Linked DNA regions of Hordeum vulgare: region 1 is linked to region 2. A link is a contact called in public Hi-C data. All regions are on one chromosome and are shown on one strand. The core of a region is the stretch at or near the end of the contact, and the rest is flanking DNA. Distances in the headings are between cores, read along the strand shown. Region 1 holds the start of LOC123427992 (zinc finger CCCH domain-containing protein 31-like). Region 2 holds the start of LOC123427990.

What was found. Hi-C and Micro-C count contacts between places; a contact is called where the count stands out from the background.
Region 1: a contact with region 2 is called in a Hi-C map of seedling, with 3 times the contacts expected there. The contact joins the promoter of LOC123427992 here to the promoter of LOC123427990 in region 2. A contact is called at or near these places in 3 of 6 Hi-C or Micro-C datasets (leaf and seedling) and 1 of 1 datasets of contacts at active chromatin or transcription factors (embryo).

What each region holds. Positions count from the first base shown.
Region 1 is chr2H:623,657,535-623,664,150 of MorexV3_pseudomolecules_assembly, forward strand. It overlaps LOC123427992 (zinc finger CCCH domain-containing protein 31-like), which reads right to left and starts at 4,263. Exons shown (of 3, transcript XM_045112133.1): 1 at 4,088-4,263; 2 at 3,159-3,219; 3 at 1,417-2,353. The coding sequence starts at 4,163. The coding sequence ends at 1,576. LOC123427991 (probable plastid-lipid-associated protein 13, chloroplastic) reads right to left here and starts at 999. Exons shown (of 7, transcript XM_045112132.1): 1 at 688-999; 2 at 259-380; 3 at 1-26. The coding sequence starts at 897.
Region 2 is chr2H:623,517,878-623,524,435 of MorexV3_pseudomolecules_assembly, forward strand. LOC123427990 reads right to left here and starts at 1,894. Exons shown (of 4, transcript XM_045112131.1): 1 at 1,100-1,894; 2 at 1-765. The coding sequence starts at 1,812. The coding sequence ends at 609.

The sequences.
Region 1 (6,616 bases), core at 3,013-5,512, 140 kb after region 2:
TCCATCGACCTTCCAGATAGGGTGATCTGAAAGTGAAACATACGATTAATGAACAAGGACCAACAGAATATCCATACAACATAACAATTTCAGTCAGAAATGTTGGGAGTTCCTCATGTACAAGGGACACGAAAATGCGGAGATGAATTAAAGCGATTAATTCCTAAACTGAATATCATAATAGCACATTCATCTTATCATGATAGCCACTCAAGCAAGCCACAACACATGATACATTTCTAAAGCTACAGCACTTACGTCGTGGGTCGAGGAGTGGGGTTGAGGCGTTCGAGGCCGACGATGCGCTCATTGACGTCGATCTTCTGCATCTCCGTGGTCTTGCCGCTGACAAAGGATTCAAAGCCTCCAGAGTCCCTGAACTGAAACGGGCAGCAGTTTACATACATACCCAAACCGTGAATGCAGAACCCAACTGTCAACACGCAGTCACGAATACTGGTAAGCTCATGATTCGATGGGCTCTGGAAAATTTAGGGTGTCCGCTCGTCAATCAAATCGACAGCCGTGCAAAAACAGAGTGTCGGTGTGCACAATCGGCTTATTGAGAAACTAATAATCAGATCGACAGCTGCACTGGGCAGTGGATACGGTTCGTATGGACCAGTACGGGGCAGACCATGGCCATTCGTTCTGCGAGGAAGGGGAACGGGAGAGGGGAAGGCTCACGGCGAGGAGGAGGGACTCCTTGGCGGAGAGGCGCTCCATCTCCCGGGCGTAGCTGGCGGCGGGGCCGCCCTGGAACTGCGCCGTGGCCCTGCAGCGGCACCTGGCGGCGCGGCGGGGCGTGAGGCGCAGCCGGCCGTCGCGGCGGCCGCGGACGGCGGGCATCAGCGGAGGGGAGGCCGGGGCGAGCGTCGCGGCTGCGGCGGCGGCCATGCCGGAGGAGGCGACTTTGGCGTGCGTGAGCCGAGGGGAGGAGAGAGGAGCTCGAGATGTCGTGGTGCTGCTGGAAGCGCTGTGCTGTGTAGGCCAGAGGCCAGTCCACGTAGAAACAAAGAGAGAGATGACCATCAGAGGCGAAACCTGGTCCCACGTGTCATTGACAGCACTGGCATATACAGCACTTCAAAAGTCAAAACTTTTTATGTTTGACCAAGTTTGTACAAGAAATATCAAGATCTACGATGGGAACCAAATAAATAAATATGAAGAATAGCTTATGATGAATCTAGATACTAACTCCGTATTTGGCAGATTTTGCTATTTTTCTCAATAGACTTGATCAAACCGGATAAAATGCCAGAAAACTGACTTGAGAATTGCCAGAGAATTCCGTGACTCGTCTGGTGACAACACAGCTGGATAATCACCACGGACTGCTGAAGCTACAGCCGAATAAAACGCAAGTATAAAACTCAAAAGGTGACTAACTACACTGCAATCACAGCAAGAGCGTCCGGAAGCATATTCCATTCGAAAAAGCTGAATCTAAATCACAATCCATGGAACCAAATACAACAGGCCTAACCACCTAGAGCCAACAGCAAGGGAGAACAGAATAGTCACAGTAGCAGCACAAGAAGGAGCTGAGGATCCACCGCAGCAGCGGTGTCATCAGACGGCGGCACCCTTCCGCTGTTCGGTCTCGCCATGGGCAAAGTGGCAGCGCTCGCCAAACGTGCAGGTACCCTTGAGGAAGTTCTCGCATATCTTGGTCTTGTAGTTGCTCCTGCCGCCAGGCCCTCCGCCACCACCGCCTCGGCCTGCTGGTGCCGCTGCGCCGGCAGGGTTCTTGGACGGCATGCTGGCGCTGATGCTGCCAATGAGATCGCGCACCATGTCGTTGGCCTGCTTTATCTGGTCAAAACTGCCTTCGAGCTCAATGTTCTTCAAGTCTGGGTTTGATTCGTGGTCGCGTATCGAGAGCTTGACCCCCGTGACACGGCAGATCTGCTTCGTGTTGACCCCACCCTTCCCGATTATGCCTCCGGCGAGAGCGGCATCGACACTGACCTTGCAGGTAGACGAGGCGCCAAAGTTTCCGGCTGGAGGGCCCATCGAAGCTGGAGGAGGTGGTTCGTGTCGACCTCCATATCGACCACCCGTAGGAGGTGCGTAGGAACTTTCCTGGGACATGTAGGAGGATGGTGGCCTGCCAAGCTCCCTCTCACCATGGGCGAAATGGCACTTGTCACCAAACTTGCAGCCTTCTGCAGTGTTGTACTTGGTGCACATGCGTGTTTTGACACCAGAAGCAGCATGATCTGCAGGAGTTCTTGACGGTGCAGACACAGCAGCATGGCCTAGGTTGTGTGATTTTGATACTGCCTGGTACCCACCAGGGACAAAGTGCGCGAAGTGACAGCCCTCACCAAAGGGGCACCCAATAGTGCTGCATCATTCAAAACAATACAGATTATGTACTGATCTTGAAATAACAAATAAAGTAAGTAATGATAGCTGAATGAGCAATGAGAACTGAGCAAACTTAAGAGAGCTGTTACAAAGGACGGCTGTAGTGCTGTATACCAAGACAGAAGAATTCTCATAACAAGATAACAGTGCTATCAAATGCGGAAGATCACATGTACTCCCTCTGTAAAGAAATATAAGAACGTTTAGATCACTAAAGTAGTGATCTAAACGCTCTTATATTACTTTACGGAGGGAGTATTACATTGTTATTGTTATCAATGCAAATGGCCCCAAATTGACATAATAACAGAAACATAATTGTAAAGTTGCATCAAATCCTGTCTAATAATTTTCAGTATACAGGAATCCAGGCAGGTGCAAGATTCAGCCAAGATCCACAGTATATGTATGTGCTTATTAAAAGGATGCTTTCATTACTCAACATTACTAAGCCATGTTAGTGCAGACTCAATTACCAAGACTTATAATGGAGAAGGAGAAGGCCCTATCTAGAGAACAAAAAAAAAACATGCAACAACTGCTGATTGAGGTATAGTTATTATCTTATTTATTTAAACGCTATGAAAGAAAAATATTAAATGTATCTACTTTGATCATTTGGCAACATTGCGGTGCATGAATTACAATTTGAAACAATTAGTACAACTTCTGCACCAAAAATAAAAGTAGCAGGGGAGAATTTAATTCTTAACTGTAATACACAGTAAAAAAAATTAGAAGGTACCATTCTGATGTTATTTTGGATAGGTTAAGATTTGAACCTGAAAAACTTGGTGCAAGGCTTCGATTTGCTTGATAGACCAGTTTGTTGTGACTCCGATTCTGTTGCATCAAATTAATTACATTTTTCCACTTGTTAGAAGTTGCATTGGTGATCTTCTATTCAAGTATAAACATAGGAGTGTACAATTTGTCTCCAATAAATGTGATGAATGAACATAATTTTAGATAAGATGAAGATGATATTCGATGGTGCTTATCCTGCAGAAAATGGTTATGGTTACACCCACACTGCACATTGTTGAAACACGATAACTAGAAATAGATCATATCATTCATGAATGGTGATTAAAATGTGTTGCCATGTTTCTTTTCTTGCAATGGGGTCCTCCAATTCCATTTTGATCAAAAAGCAGGTGCTTCGCATTTCCAAATCTGTTTCCCCATCACCATCACCATCACCTTCCCCACGTGTTCTTTCCTTCTTTTGAAAGAAACCTCATCTTGATCAACTTTTTAAGTACGTCCCGCTCTTAGATGAGTTGGTTCAGACATCGTTTGTCAAGCTGTTTTTTTCTGTACTTGATAGGCATTTCATTACGGTACCAGACACGATGCGGATGGGCTTTAATTCCACTCCACTGCATGGAGCTGTACCGGCGCGAAGAGGGCGTCCGCTGGATTTGACATAATTATCAACCTACCACGGGGATTTGCCGGCACTACAGCATGGATACCTCCGCACATGAACACACTGCTGTCAGGCAAGATGCAGGCGAATCTCATCTAACAGGAGCTAACGGCACGACACCCTCGCCCGCTCAACGCTCGCGGAACAAACCCTGGAGATACCCCAGAGAGCGCCGAGGCTGCAGATCCAGCGGCAGGAGCCACACGACGGGACGAGACCTAGAAAGCGTATGCGGGGGGCCGGGGCGGGGAGGGGAGGGATGGGAAAGCGACGCGTTACCTCTCGAGCGCTTCCCGCCTGCGGCGCCTCCGTTGGCGGACTCCGGCCGGGATCTCTTGCGGGCGGCGGCATCCATGGCGAGCCCTCCGCGTCGAGGTGGAAACCCTAGCTTGCGATTTCGCGGAGGCGGGGTGGGGCGCGGCGGAGGGAGGGAGGAAGAGGCCAAGTGCGAAATCGCTTCGGTCGAGTTAACGGCCAGAGTCGTGGGTTGGGTTGGGTGTGCAGGTGGCTCTTGCGGTGGCTGGGCCTTATAAGCCCAGGTTTTGGGGCTCGGCCCTCCAGCCGGATTGGGGGTCCGGCTCCGACGGGAATTCCCATTCCGGCCCAGTTACGTGGACGCTCCTGAGCTCGATTTTCTCAACCAAAAATAAAATAATAAAAACTCAGCTCAAGGCGGCAAAGAGATTATTCTTTGGGGTTAATTTGATAAATTCCACTTGAATACTGGTGATTCCAAAAAAATCCACTGCAAATTCCTTAGAACTCACAACTGTATTGGGTGTGTTGGGGACACTAGAAACTACTAATATTTGCTTGTAGGATTGTTTGAGAAATAACCATCTTCATCCTACACCTCTCATGGATTCATAAACGTTAGGTCATCCACTTGGGGAAAATTTGTTGTTGTCCTACAAAACAATGTGCTTCGAGGCTCAACTAAGTCTATAATGATATACCATTAGAAGAAGTCAAGAGGGTCGCTTGCGAAGCATTGAGGGCTCTGAGGACAAGGTTGTGCATGCTCGACAACACCATCACCTTCAGCGAGATAGACTGCTCAACATGTTTTCCATACCTCGGACAGTTATCATTGGTGGGCTTGCCCATTGTAACGACCAAACCTCGAAGGATTTGAGTCTCTGTGCTTTACTGTGCTAGTCCCTGGATCGACTCGCTAGCACCCACAGTATAGATGAAAACCAGAATAGCAAGTCCATCATTTATAATAACGTATGATCCAGAATTTATAAAATATAACAATCTGCATAGCACTTAGCTAGCTTTATACTAATAAACAGCGGAAAAGTAGCAGAATAATAACGATGAGTCCCATCATAGCCCACTGGCGATGTTGACTGAAGACTCGCGACCCTAACGGTACCTTACTCCTCGTCTGAATATCCTGCAACATGATATGTTGCAGCCATATAGGTCAATACTTTGAATGTATTGACAATTTACACAGGAAAAATAATATAACAGACCTACATGTATATGCATAGTATAACAAAAGAAAGGCTGATGGTTATTTTGCAGAAAGCTGATTTTATCCTCATAGCTACCTAATAGTCAAGTTTTAATTTGTTTGCTACAATAACTCACATATGGTTGAATTGGCATCTCCAACTCCAACCTATCACCATTGTTAAGTTTCCCATCAAGTTTTATTAAGTGTGTCATCTGTCAAGATCATCCAACAACTGTAATGGCCTAGCTGCTCAAAATTGTCCATAACCGGGGACACGGCTAATCATGATTAGTTTATACACTCTGCAGAGGTTAGTACGCTGTACCCACTGGAGCCAACCCGAAGATTGAGACGAAGTCTTTCAGAAGCAGTCACCTAGTCCCACAGGAGGCCCATCCCACCTATCATAGCTACATCAGCTGGCACATCCGGGTAAGGTTTCCACGACTGATCAACTAAGCCAGAGCCCATAATAGCCAGTGGTCGCACAGGGAAGCTACTAGTCACTAAGTCTGTTTGATCTTTTTGAACCTGGGCGGCATTCCACTTACATTCAGAGGGTAGAAACCATGATGTTCTTGAAACCACCCAGCAATACCATATCCGCCCAAAGGTGTATTATATCCTGAATTACTACTCAATTTATTTTGTAGTAATCCTCACATAAACTCAATGAATACAGAAACCAATCCCCGTCTACATAGCATAGCAAAATATATCTAACACGATCTTCAATGACGAGGGGATATAGCTCAATAGCATAGCAATAATAATCTTCCTATACATGCATAATTCTCATAGGGTGATATAATACTACATGCATAGAAAAATAATAGGTAAAGGATGATCAACATGTAACTTGCCTTGATTCTGGTTCAGAAGGTCACACTCCTGACAATAGTTTGCGTCGCACTCCGCACAATCTACACGTTGCAAACAATCACACCAATCAATCACCACAATCAAATAACACCAAATAAAATCATCGGCAATAAAACAACTTGTTTAAAACCAAAGCATAAATAGCATGGCAGCAGGTATAAAATCATCTACATGCTGATACGATGACAACGCAAAAAAGAATCAACTAAACCGGATGAACGGTTTGCAAAATATGGCCTCCGGTAGGTTCAAATAATCTGTTTTAACAAAAAATTAATTTTCGTAAAACTGAAAACTACTGGTTCTAACATGTTCTACTCATCAATACGAGATCACGGGAAAAAGAATTTCCTGAACCGGAGTTACGAGTAAAAAGATAAACGCGTTTCAAAATTATACCGAGAATCTGACAGAGCTAAAACAGATTAAAAACAGATTGAATTTCGTCATGAAGTTGT
Region 2 (6,558 bases), core at 644-3,143:
ACGAGCGAGATTATATGCGGCCCACACTGAATAAACAGAGCCTGGACGATTGCTGGTGCTCATTGGATTTTCAGAGAAAAAGATTCTGGATGGTCGAGAACAAAAAAAATTGACATGTTCTACCTAGTAAAAGGTTTCTTGTACATCTAAATGTACATCTACCACTAAGCTCTTTACCAGTAATGGTAGAAATCAGTATCAAGCATGTTTGCAAAGTTAATTAGCACTGGTGATGAAATGGTTGTACCAGCAGGCAGATAGTCAACGAATTATGCTACTAACAACATCCGGAATGCCTACGGGATGTGTGTACGAGAAGAGGAGTATTACCAATTCGGTGTACTAGTACATTAGAAAACGAGCTTTCTTTCCTTTTTGAAAACGTGTTGTTCGATAGTTGCTACCAAAATTTTCTACTCCATGGCTTTAATAATTGTCCATTGGCCAGGTTGGTGTGCCGCCGATGAAAGGCAGATAGTATCATAGAAGAACACGGAAAATGCAGGTGTTCCTCTGAATTTTTCACCTACCGGTTCCAATACCTGGGGCAGGGGCCGTCGCTGCGATCTTTCTCCCAGACCGACCGGAACTGCAGGTTGATCAATCGATCAGGCCAACAGGCACACCGTGGTGCAGGGATGCAGCCAATGGAGATCAATTGGCCGGCACCAGTTTCCAGTCGAGATCGACGACGAGATGGCATGCATCATCGGCGTTTCCCGGGGCTCTGTTTCGCTTAGCATCACGGCAGTGGCCTTCCTCTGCCTGAGGCAGCACCGGAAATATCAGCAACAAGTTTCATCAAATTGAAATTCGTTGCAAATAATCCTTCTCATGTATATAAAGGGGAAACAGAGGAAACTGCAAGTAATAATACTGCAATATACGCAGCGCACATGAAAAAGATGGTCGCACTTTCAGAAAAAGGAAAGATCAAACGTGGATATATACAATTTCGAGTTAATTTCTACATCAACTTTTCGTGAAACGGAATTTCTACATGATAGAACTGCCAATTATGTACAGGTTGTTTTTTTCCATTTTTGCAATTAGCACAGAATGAATGAATGAATGAAAACTCGATTCAATTCATTCGTACCTTGCACGCTTCCTCGAGGTCGCTTCGTCGTCGTCCTCGCCAGCAGCATCGTCGAAGTAGTCGTCGGAGACGAGGTCCTCACCAGCAGTCGCCGGCTGGAGGTAACCGTCGCCCGCAACAACGAGATCTCCGAAGAAGTAGTCATTGATGACGAGATCCTTCCCTGGGGTCGCCGGCTCGGTGTAACCGTCGTCGACATCGCCGAAGAAGTGGTCGTCGGCGGCAAACTCCTCCGCTGCAATCGACGGCTCAACGTAGCCGCCGTCCGCAAGATCGCCGAAGAAGTGGTCGTCGGGGGCAGGATCCTTCGCCGCAAACAGCCCTCCGGCCTCCCCGTCATCCTGCAAGAGAAACCTCTCCAGATCGGTCACGTAGACCGACATCTCGCCATCGTCGCGATCCACCAACGACGACCCTGACGACAGAGGCGGCGCGCCGTCGTCCGTCACCACGGAGTCCGGCGAGCTCTCCCTCCCCCCTTCGCCACCATCACCTTCACCGTCACGATCAGAACCCAAATCCAAACGCAAACCGTCATCCTTATTGTCCACGGCGGGCAGCAAGCGCTCGCCCTTGCCCTCGCCGCCGCAGAACTCGGTGAGGTCCATGCCCAGCAGGTCGAAGTCGAAGTCCAAGTCGAAGCACTCGAACCCGTCCATAAAACCCAGGTCGAAGTCGAGATCCTCGACGTCACCCAACGCGGCGGCGTCCATGGCGCGAGTACGTACGTACGCCGACGAAGGTTGGGTCGACGATGTAGCGCGCCCCTGGAAGGGAGTGGACGTTTTTCAAATCAGAAGATTGGGAGGACGTCAATCAGGGGAGGGTGGTTTTATATGGAAGAGGGGCGGTGGAGAAGTGGTCGTGGTCGGAGTCGGAGTCGGTGTCGGTTCGTGGCGCGCGCGGTTTCTTCCCGAACAAGGAAGGTTCGGCCGGGAAGTTTCCTTTCCTTGCGGCCGCTGCGGGAGGAACCGATCGGGAGAGCGCGACGTGGGGAATTTGACTCTTCGTGTGGCCGTTTGGATGTGGTGGTGGAGTCGTGAGCGGGGTGGATTGATTCGGTATGGTGCGTCGACGGTGCAGATCGATCGAGATGCATGCTTGGCAGTTTCCTCTGGAGGTTTCTCGACTCCCTGCGTGACGCGGCACCGCGTGGAGGTACGAATTTTGCGGGAATGTAGATTGCGACGTGCGCTGCTATCTTTGGAAGAAAACGAGTATGCGTTGCACCGGGCTATAAAAAATGCAGAACTTATTTATTTTATCATTAAATGTTAAATGTAAATTACAATGTTAAATTAAAACATCTATTTTTGACGGAAGGAGTTCCTTTTAAAGTTTTAAAATATAATGTAATGCTTACATAAAAATTGGATTAGTTTTTTAATAATAATTATCATTTTTATTGAGTGGTAATAATGTTTTTTTAGGGTAATAGCATTTTTGTGTACAACATATTTTCAAAAAAATAAATTGAACAACATATATTTTAAAAAAATTGCACAACTTGCTAAGCTCTTGCGAGTGAGCTGCTCTGAGCGTAGACACCAAGCCTCCACACGAGACACAAAGCGCGTCCTCCGGAGCACTTTCATCATCTTCTTCTAAAAAAAGTTCTCCTCATCTTCTTGTCAAACAAAAAAAAAGTTGTCCTTATCTCTTCACTTTGTTCCCGTCACCTCCCGCCATTCCAATGGTGGCCACCCCGTTACTTCCATTCCTTGTGGAGTTGAGCTCTCGATGTACCTCCAATGGTGGCCGCCCCTTGCCGTTCATCCCCTCCGCTGGCACGAGGCCACATGACTTATGAATTTGGCATGCTTTCTTTTGAATGTCGGGTTCTCACAACGATATCAACATGCTTCAACAATCTCGAGTGTTCAAAAGGCTTTGCAACGGGAAATCACCGTCGTCGTGTTACTACATCGTCAACGGTCGAAACTACAGCATGGTATACTATCTTAGCGATGACATCTATCCTTAATATGGCATCAATGCAGTAACAAATTGACCGCCAGCCAACGAGGGATTGGATTGCATGTCAACAAAACATATCCTAATATGTGGCATTAGTAATCTTCATTTAACATTCATTCCAGTACATCAATGGAGCTGGATGGAGTTAAATTATCTAACAAAATAATTCCCAGGAGTAGTTGAATAGAGACAGACTACTTTCTGGGAAAGTCCAATGAAGGGAGGACCATTTCAATGTTAAAAAGGATGTATTCAGATCTTAATTAATACTCCCTCCTATCAAAAATAAGTGGGGTACAGCACTTATTTCCAACCAGCGGGAATAGAACACTTAACACTGCATAAAGCTGTAAACTCACCTTCCATGCACGTCATTGCCACCACTTGCTCCTCCAGGCCCATCTACGTTATCACCACCTGCACCTGCATCTTGTTGTTTCTCAGTCTCCCTCTGCTCACGGTCTTCCATGTCAGTCAATTCCTTATGGAATATTGCAAAATTCAGAACTTGCAGTGCAGCACCAACATCAATTCTCAGAACCTGCAACAAGATACAGGTCATGTCACTATATTTTCTCAAGGAAAAATATCATGTGTCTGCTATCCTTCAAAATAATGAATGCAGCTATTTCCAAAAATAGAACGGCAACATAATTTTTTAAACAAGCATCACAAGCACTTTGCTTGTCTAGATAGTTGTTGTAGGTAACTTGCTTTGGTAATTGGATTTGTATGGAGCAAAATACCTCATGTCTCAGTTTCATCTTTGCATGGGCAGTACATAGACGAATTATTGTTTCCATTGTCCTGGCAGCGGGAGTAAAATTACCTCACCAACCTGTTTTAGTCACTGAAAATTGCATGATTATGTTAATCGTGTTCAGACTCATCTACATAAACTCTAGTTTAGTTCAAATTATTAAATCTGACATTGCTTTGAAATAATCAAAAGTATTGTTAGCTTTCCATCACAACAATCTATAAATAATAAGCTTCGACAGCAGATAATTACAATAAAAATAGGATGTATGTCGTCATCGAGCACCTTTAGATGAAGGACCTCTAAGCCGTGCCATCTATTCTGCTCTCTTCCTCTATAGCCGGAGGCCACCGTGCACTTCACTCACGACCGCCATCGCGCCATCCGAGTAGATTCTGCGTGCGCTGCCCTGCTGGCGGACAGCTGCAGCGGGTTAACAAACAAGATAGAATACATGAATATTTCACAAGCTATAGGGTTCCATGAAATGAAAGCATCAAATCAGATTTAACAACTTGCTACTTGCTTTCTGAATTGTTCAGTGTCCTCCTTGTGTATTTGACTGATGACATGTTGAATTCAAAAGGTCACTCGAGAGCAGCTACACAATTGACCAACAACTAAGCTCACATTTGTTTGATGAAGCTACATAACTTTACGTGCACCTACTAACTTTATTACCCTCGTGATCAAGTGTTACTTTCCCTAGTTGATTAACATGGCACAAATGCCACCCCTTTTTCGAACAACTAAATATGCAATGAATAGACATTTCAAATACATCAATAGAAACACAGACAACCATAAATGAACTTACTACAGAGCATGACCTTTTTCAGAGTGGTTGAACTCCGTTCATGGAGTCACAATGAATTGAAGCCTGCTCGTCCCTCCATGTTTGTTCAGATTGACACAAAAGAATACACCAAGCATCACCCATCCGTTTAAACCTAGCACACACGGGACAATGGTATTAATCTCTCATACAATCACGACAATCTGCATATGTTAGCAAAAATAAATGCAATCAACATCAGTAGCAATAATCAATAAAAATAGCTAAAAATAATGTCTCTTTGCAGGAGCACCAAAAGCATGAAAGAACATCACACATAAGTATATAGTTGATCTAAATCATAGCTCCATGTACACCAAAATTGCCCCAAGTAGCGCAAAGAATGAAGAATGGAACACACAGCAACATGATACAGTACAAATCCCCAACTGAACCCCTCCATCTCTCTGTATAATATTCCACAGCCGAACCCCGCAATCTCTCACATCTCTATGCCCCCCAATTATTTTAAACCAATAGTCAGTTCCCCTTCTTTTCATGATGTAATAGCATTCAAAAACCAAGATGCAATAGTGCCATGGGATTGGGTTTAGGGAAAGGCTTGGTCGGTAACATGATACAGTACAAATCCCCAACTGAACCCCTCCATCTCTCTGTATAATATTCCACAGCCGAACCCCGCAATCTCTCACATCTCTATGCCCCCCCAATTATTTTAAACCAATAGTCAGTTCCCCTTCTTTTCATGATGTAATAGCATTCAAAAACCAAGATGCAATAGTGCCATGGTATTGGGTTTAGGGAAAGGCTTGGTCGGTATTTCGGGATAGGAAGGCGAGGATGCAAGGAGGATGCGAAGGAATTGTAAAAAAAAATCCATGGAAGGTAGCAGCTTCCCTGCCGGAGGCCCGAGGCCAGCACTTCCTATCCAAATTTTGTGCGGATGGAAGTTGGGGGGAGTGCTTTGCATCCTTGTTGGGGCAGGGGAGGATGGACCACGCCATGGCTGGCCTCTTCTTTGTTGTGGAAGGTAAAGCTTCCCTGGCAGAGACGGTCGGCCAGCGCTTCCTCGTCGGATCTTGTGGGACAGAGGTCGGTCTGGATCGGGGGAGTGATTTGGCGCTGCAGTATCTCACCCTTCCTCGCCGGATCTCGCGTGGAACAACCTCCTCCTCGATCAGGTGGTGGTGCACATACGAAAATCGTTGTAGGCGACGACTACGGTGGCGCTGCATCCGAAACGGGAGATGATGTGCGGGCGGGGGGGGGGGGGGGGGGGGGGGGGGAGGACTGGCTGCGGAGGAACGTGCTCGTGGCTGCCTTCTTCGCCCCATTCCTGGGCTCGCCTCGCCAGAGAGGGGCCGCCTGGGATGGAGGAGGCCGTCTGCGCCGCCTCGCCATTTTCTTGACTGCTGCGACAGGACGCCGACGGCAAGAGGCGCACCGACGCCTTCCATTCCTTTGTTCGTGCTGCGTGGACGCTGACGGGCAAGCAGCGGCACGGCGAATCGCCGGAGAGGGGATCCCGCGATGGAGGATGGGGTGGATAAGGTGAGCTGGGGTGTTTTTTTAATAAACTGAAACGTTTTTTATAACTTAAAAACGTATTGCGGGTTGAATATTGAAAAAGCGATGGGTGTTTTTGCAAAAGTGCCGACGACGTACGGCAGAAGCGTTGCGCGCTTTATTATTAGGGGAGATGATTTCAAAAACGTTTGAAAAATTAGATTTTTTTTAGGGATTCCAAACTTTATTAAATTGAACAACATTAAGCGGATAAAAAGAGGGTCAGAGGATATAAGCCACATATGTGGATGGAAAACTAGATATGTCGATGGAACGTGTGCATACTAGTGTTTTGTGTCTTTTTAGAGTGCTGTTACGTGTCGGCAGCGAATATTTTTGGATCTTTTAAAAAGAACCGTT